Regions from separate parts of the Sus scrofa genome. Here region 2 is linked to region 1. A link is a contact called in public targeted proximity ligation data. All regions are on one chromosome and are shown on one strand. The core of a region is the stretch at or near the end of the contact, and the rest is flanking DNA. Distances in the headings are between cores, read along the strand shown.

Region 1 (3,480 bases), core at 453-2,952:
AGCAGCGAGAGTACAGAGGAAGTGATTCATTCTTCCAGGCCTTCCTGGGCAGGAAGCTAGTGGGAGGAAGAGGGTCAGGGAGGGCTTCACAGAAGAGGTGACATTTGAACTAGGTGTGGGTGCTGGGCTCCTGAAAATCAGCCACCAGCCGCTTCATGGACCTCAGCCTGTCCAGTCCAGGAAGAAGAGGCCATTTCCTGGGAAAGAGGAGCCCGTGGAGAAGGCACTACTAGGAACCAGAAGTCAGAAGGAGACCCAGCAGACACCAATTCTTCTTTTAAAAATGTGTGGTTTCCAGAGCATAGATATTGCCCTATTTCCATAGCTCTCCACTGACAAATAGTGACTGCCACTCCCTGAGTTAGGCTAAGCTGGGTAAGGGGCTGCACAGCAGCAGAAGGGCCTCAAGTGATTTATTGGATGCTACATGTACGTCAGACAGGCAGGCATGGAGCTCCAGCCCTTAAAGGGAAAGGGCGTCACTGCCCCTTCCCCTTCCGTCCCCTCCACTGGCAGGAATGAGGATATTGCTCTGAGCTATTTCGGGCCATACACATGAGGTGACACCCTAAGGATGGAAAAACAGGTGACTCTGTTAAGCAAAGCCACGAACCCAACTCCAGTTTTACCTGAGACAAAAATAAACTTCTGTTATGCCACTTGGAAGTTCTCAAATGTAACATGTGTATTTATGTCCCAATATAGTAGAGCCTAATAAAAATAGGGGGAAAAAATTGAACAAATGCTCACTCGAGTATGGAATTTGTATAGATACAAATGATAATAAATGCAGTGAAAAAAACACACATAGAATATTTCCTAAGAGGATATAATTGGAGGGGGCTAATTTATAAATGTCACCCAAGGAAAGCACTTGTCATACTTCAGGCAACTATAACACAATCCACAGACTAGATAGCTTAACGAACAATGATTTCTCACAGTTCTGGAGGCTGGGAAGCCCACGATCAGGGTGCCTTCAGACTTGCTGCCTGGTGGGGACCTTCTTCCTGGCTTGCAGGCAGCTGCCTTCCTGTGTCCTCACACGACAGAGGGAAAGAAGGCTCTGGTCTCTTCCTCTTCTTATAAGGGCACTAATACCATCCTGAGGGCCCCACCCTCATGACCTCATCTAAACCTAATCACCTCTCAAAGGCCTCACCTCCAAATAACACCACACTGTGGGTTAGGACTTCAAGATATGAATTTTGGCAGCAGTGGAGGTGAGGGGAATCACAAACATTCATTCATAGCAGCTTTTCTGAAAAAAGGGATTTTGCTAAGAATGATCGCACGGGTAGGGTTTGGTCAGGGAGAAACAGAAGAGCAAGAAAAGAATGTCTGTGAAGACTCTGAGCCACAGAGAATTTGGGCACTGCTGGGATCCCAGGAAGTATAAGCATGAGCCCCTCTATGCCGAATCTTCAGTCCTCTCTCCATCTCAGGCCTACTGATGGGTGACGTGGCCTGGGCCCCTCAGAACCTGGACCAGAGGCAGCACAGCTAATTCTAATCCAGATACCTCTTGGAGGGATGGCTGAGGTGCCTCTAGAGAGATCTGGAGGACAAACACAAACCCTCTTCCTGGAGGGTGCCCCCAGGAGTCAAGCTGAGAAGCTGAATCTCAGGGCCTGAGAGGGAGAGGAAGCTGGGAAGGTTACACTGGGAAAGACCCAAAAGTGGGTCAGGAGGCGAGGAGAGACAGGTGTGCAAGCTGAGACTCCGAGGCTAAACTTAGATGTGACCTGACTGGACACCGGGGCTGCTCTGTACTGGGGGCTTGATGTGTAAGCATGGCTTGTGGTTTCACTGCCATTCCTCCCATCCAAGTACTAACCAGACCCAACCCTGCTTAGCTTCTGAGATCAGACAAGATCGGGTGTGTTCAGGGTGGTATGGCCATAGACTTCACTGCCATTTCTAAGTGTGTGCCAGACGTAGTAGCAAATGCTCTCAGTGCAGAATCTCACCTCATCCTTACACACAGAGTTTATAAGGTGGGCATTGTCTTCATTTTACAAATGAAGCAATTGGAACTCAGAGAAGATAACTGTCTAAAGCCACCAAGTGGGTAGTGCTGGCCTGGGTTGGCAGTGGATCAAAGGCGTGTCTCATCTGCCACCCACCCAAGGCCTTGCCAGGAACATCTAAGCTGTCCAGAAGAGCACATGGGCAGAGTACTGCAAACTCTGGGTCTCGTAATCAAAGACAGGCTGCGGCTGTGTTGACTTTGCTGGCCCAGGACCTAAACAAGCCAACAGCTGAATCTGAAGCCTGTAGGCAGAGGGAGAACTGCGTTTGTCATCATATCTCCCACCTGTTCTCTCATTTTATTTGCTGCATGGCCCCCAAAGTATTTGAATGTTAACGTGGCCACCATTCTAGAAAAATCTTTCTTTAGCATCAGAAGCCAGTTGAGGAAGCTTTCTTGAGCCCCTCTCCAGCCACTCTGGGATGTTGTCAGAGACCAGGAGCCTGAGTACTGACAGATGGCTTAGATAGCTAACATCCAACATGCACCATCCTTTCTCCTATTCAGGAAGGTAACGGGTAGGCAAGGACCCTGCCTTGTGAAATAGCCTTGACATGCAAGCAGGAAAGAAGTTCTTCAGGAGCAGAAGGCAGTTGTGTTTTCCCAAGCTGGAAATCAGCAGGTGGGTGGCCACTAGTTCACGGAAGGTTCCAGGGAGTGGGCTGAAAACGTCTCTGTATCTTCTCCCTGAACCTTGCCACACTGCTAACTCGCTGAGGCACTTGGGATTCCCACTGGAGAGCCCACCCACTGGAGAGCCCACCGGTCTGGTCTGGAGTTTAACCAGACACCACCATTAGGTCCACAATGCAGAGGCCTCTGCAAAGTGTTGGCCTCTGAATCCACAGTGTCTGAAGGCACCATTTGCAGACCCCGCCTTGTCATCTAGGGTAGCAACCACCTAGCTTACCTAATAATTAAAGGACTTTGAGTGCGTTTGGTTGCAAGATGCCATGGGCAAGGGAAGTCATTTTCCTGAAGTCAAAATACCTGTGTTCACTACCTTTTTTTTTTCTGAAGTCAAAATAGCTGAGTGTTAACTTTTTTTTTTTTTTAAGATGAAAGCAACTACCTTAACAATAAAACAAAATAAACTGATGCTGCCCATGGTATATCTACTGGAAAGCTTTAGTTGAGATGTCCCATAAATATCCTGAAAATTAAAGTTTAGCAAAAAAAGATGGGATGGGGGTGGGGGTCACTGAGAAGAAAGACAATATCCGCCTCTGTTGATTCGAGTGTTCAATGAGGGGAGCACTCATCCTTAACCCGAGCCTCACCCCTTGAAAAATAATCTATGCTCCAATGAAATAGGAAGGGGTGGGGCTCCTGGGTTTTTGAAATTTCTTCTCATTCTAACAATAACAGCAAAGTGAAGCATGATTTGCCCTGGGTCACAGTCTAATTGCCTCTGAGTAAGCGGGTCCTGAACATGCTATTTTTCAAAA
Region 2 (3,793 bases), core at 303-2,802, 220 kb after region 1:
CATTGTTGAATGTGCTAAATGTCACTGAATTGTTCACTTTAAAATGGTTAATTGGGAGTTCCCTGGTGGTGCAGTAGGCTAAGGATCTGGTATTGTCACTGCTGTGGCTTGGGTCACTGCTGTGGCTCAGGTTTGATCCCTGGCCCAGGAACTTCTCCATGCCATGGATATGCCCCCCCCCATAAATAAAATGGTTAATTTTATGTGATGTCCGTCTCACTTCAGTTTCATTGAAAAAGTGTGTGCGCGTATGGACACACACACACAACCTGAGTCAGTGCTGCCACATATGGTGTGCCTGCCCAATTGCCAGGAGCTGTCAGTCCCTGGTGTTTTTGGTCTCTAGTCTGTAATAGAGGGAGAACTAAATACACCTTCACACATGGGGAGCCCAAGGCTCCGTGGTGATGGAACTTGCTCAAGGTCACGTCCTTAGCAGGTGGCAGCTGCAGGACTGGCTCCTGGGTTTTCCTGTGCATCTTCACTATTCCCATATGATAATGGCTGGCAGGGCGACAAAAGCTGACAAACTGGATAGACTCGTGAAAGATCAGGACTCCTCTTGAGGCTTGAGTCTGCCTCCCTCTGTAAAAGAATTTCTTGGCAGTCCCTCCGCAGAGCAGATGGGTTAGTCACCTGCGCCATATGGAGGTGTCCAGGCTAGAGGTTGAATCGGAGCTGTAGCTGCTGGCCTACACCACAGCCACAGCAACACTGTGGGATCTGAGTGGTGTCTGTGACCTACACCACAGCTCACGGCAACTCTGGATCCTTAACTCCCTAGGCAAGGACAGGGATGGAACCTGCATCCTCATGGAAACCAGTCAGGTTCATTGCCACCGAGCCGCAACACGGGACCTCCTTCCCCCACCTCTTTGAGCTGGTTCTCTTTCCTTTAAAATAGGAATAATTTTCTAAGAATTATGACAGGATCATCAGGAGTTCTTAATAAGGTGTACAGCGCCAGGGAGAGGGATGACAGTTGTAACCTATGAATATACCTGCCCTTTCTATAGTCTCGTTCCTTGCGTTTTTTGGCAAGCGTCAAGAAAAAAAATCCTTGTGCCTTGAGAGGTATATTTGGGTAATGAGATATTTCTCGGGAGCCCCGTTCTGCCTTTAAGCCGCAGTTTACCTTGAATCCTTGGCAGTTTCCCTTCTGCCCTCTGATGTGGAGGAGCCTCCGTGTCGAGAGGGGTCGGGGCTGCTCTCACAGTTGGGTGCATCTTCAAAACCAAAAAAGCTGGCTGCTTTACCAGCAGTTCACCTCATGTCATTTTTCAGGTGGATCTGGTTTCTGGTTCCATGAACCATGGCAGTGTTTGTGCAGTGCTATTAAGCTTTCAAAAAAGAGAGAGAAATACAGAAAGAAAGCAAAGCAACAGTGCTTTCAGCTGTCTAACACGTCCTGGTTCCAGCATCATGACGCCCTAACAGGAGGCAGGAGAAAGATGCTGCTTTGAATCTGGGTCTCCTTATCTTCCCGTAGTACCAGGAGTTGATGTGGCCCATCTGCCGCTTCAGAACAAACAAGAGTGAAGTCATGGTGCTTAAAATAGCGCAGGATGGAAGAGCTGGAGGCCAGCCCTTCGCTCTCTAATCTCCCTTGGGGACTTTCATGCAGGAGTTTGGCATCCCGGCCCGTGTTGGGCTCACTCAGCCAGCCACATCTGGGTCATGTATGTGCTCGTGACCTGTGTGGCTTCACGGGCAGCCCCCCTAGGAGTGATTTTCTCCGAGAGGAGGAACACGTGTGGTCCCCTCTCTGGCTTCGTGTTGCATTTTGTGCGGCCTGCCCTGCTTCACCTCTGTGGAACCGTCATTCGATGTTGAGAACCGCTTTAAAAGCACAGCTCGCCTTACTAACACAACACACTGTCCAGTGTGGACCATACAGTGACTTCATTTTTGAGTGGGGAGGAACCTAGAAGGAGACCCTGATGACTTCGTTTCAGAGCCAAGTGCATGGATTGGATTCTTGAGGCTGAACTTGAGAGGAAAGGAAGCAGACGTCGGCTTGACTCCCTTTCCCGGGCAGTGAAGGAAAGGCCATATTTCTCCACCATGCCCTTCTTGCTGCGCTGTCGTTTTCAGTGAACGAAAATACGATGAGTGGTTGAAGACCGCCCTGGGGATCCTTACAGTTCGGGAGAGTCTTGTTGCTCCACACATGCTGAACGGAAAAAAAAAAAGTGCGTCTTAATTATCATTCCCCGAGATGATTATGAAGCATGTGTTCCAGTTGACAACCCTAAAGACAGAGTGTGGATTTAGCTGCTCGGTTTCCCTTGAAACATGGGCAGGATGGCATTTACTGGGGTGGAGGCATGTAGTTTGTGTTGCGTTGGTTGGGAATTTTCCTGTAAAATCACTGAGTATAACAGAAATGGAACTTTGGTTTGTCTTATCTTTTTTTTTTTTTTTTTGCCACTTCTTGGGCCGCTCCCGCAGCATATGGAGGTTCCCAGGCTAGGGGTCGAATCAGAACTGCAGCCACCCGCCTACGCCAGAGCCACAGCAACGCCAGATCCGAGCTGTGTCTGCAACCTACACCACAGCTCACAGCAACGCCGGATCCTTAACCCACTGAGCAAGGCCAGGGATCAAGCCCGCCGCCTCATGGTTCCTAGTCGGATTCGTTAACCACTGTGCTGCGATGGGAACTCCTGGTTTGTCTTATCTTATACACATAGTCTTGATCCTGATGTGTTTGTGACTGGAGGCTCTCAATTTCTTTTTCCTAAGATATGTTTACCAAGGAAATGGATGTTGATGGTGGCAGGTATTTCTTGGGGAAGAAGTGGCTAAGGAGGGCTGGATGCTGGATGGACCTGGAAAGGAGCCCAGTTTAGAAAGACAGTGGTGGGAGCAACTCGGGCCTGATGAGCTTAGCAGCAGCAGTGATGCAATGGCACTCCAGGACAAAATGACCATACAAAGCCCCCTGAAGGCAAGTGTTCCAGAAGGTCTCAACGGAAGTGATCAACATGGAAAATTAAGGATGCTGGTGCCTTATATTTTAATATGGCATGTGTGTGGTTTGTTCTGTTTATTTATTTTAAAGGGACTTTGTGGATGTAGTTAGGGGGTGGCCTTTTTTATTTTTATTTGTTGTCTTTTCAGGGCCATACCCGCGGCATATGCAAGTTTCCAGGCTAGGGGTCGAACGGGGCACAGCAACACGGGATCCGAGCCCTATTGTGACCTCCACCACAGCTCGCAGCAACGCTGGATCCTTAACTCACTGAGCGAGGCCAGGGATTGAACCCTCGTCCTCATGGATATTAGTCGGGTTTGTTACCCATGAGCCACGACAGGAACTCCTTGTTCTATTGTTTTGATGCCCAGGCCCTATGGACGCATGGGTCTATACCTGATGCCATGTGAAAGAGGTGGTTTGAAGTCTTTAGTGGGAGAAGGGGCTGAAGCCACCAGTTTCTGCCTAAAGTCTCTGGAGTTAGAGATGGGATGAATGGTTTCTAGTAATTAAGAGCTAGGAGTTCTTTTTACTGCTTGTCCTTAACCTCTGATGCTCCCTGCCTCTGATAAACCATCCAGATGAGATGCCGTGAATGCTGTTGATGGGCCCTAGGGTGCTATACAAATGGTGTTTATCATAAGCCCACTTCCTTATTTTTATCCTCTCAACCGATCAATGCTAAGTGTATTGTGTTTGCTGAACACATCCGTACATTTGTATTTAAAGGAATAGCTCCTCCGTGATTTCTGAGATTCCTTTGCAGGTAACACAGAGGTTTCTAACCACAGCTTTGTAGATTAGCTTTGTAGAATT

The links.
Region 2: a contact with region 1 is called in a targeted proximity ligation map of skeletal muscle. A contact is called at or near these places in 2 of 47 Hi-C or Micro-C datasets (embryonic fibroblasts and liver) and 2 of 2 datasets of targeted methods (alveolar macrophages and skeletal muscle).

Annotation. Positions count from the first base shown.
Region 1 is chr4:14,772,764-14,776,243 of Sscrofa11.1, forward strand. No RefSeq gene overlaps it. Among named protein-coding and RNA genes, the nearest start is that of ZNF572, 52 kb to the left of the region's middle.
Region 2 is chr4:14,991,484-14,995,276 of Sscrofa11.1, forward strand. All of the region lies in intron 3 of MTSS1 (metastasis suppressor protein 1), which reads left to right. Among named protein-coding and RNA genes, the nearest start is that of MTSS1, 60 kb to the left of the region's middle.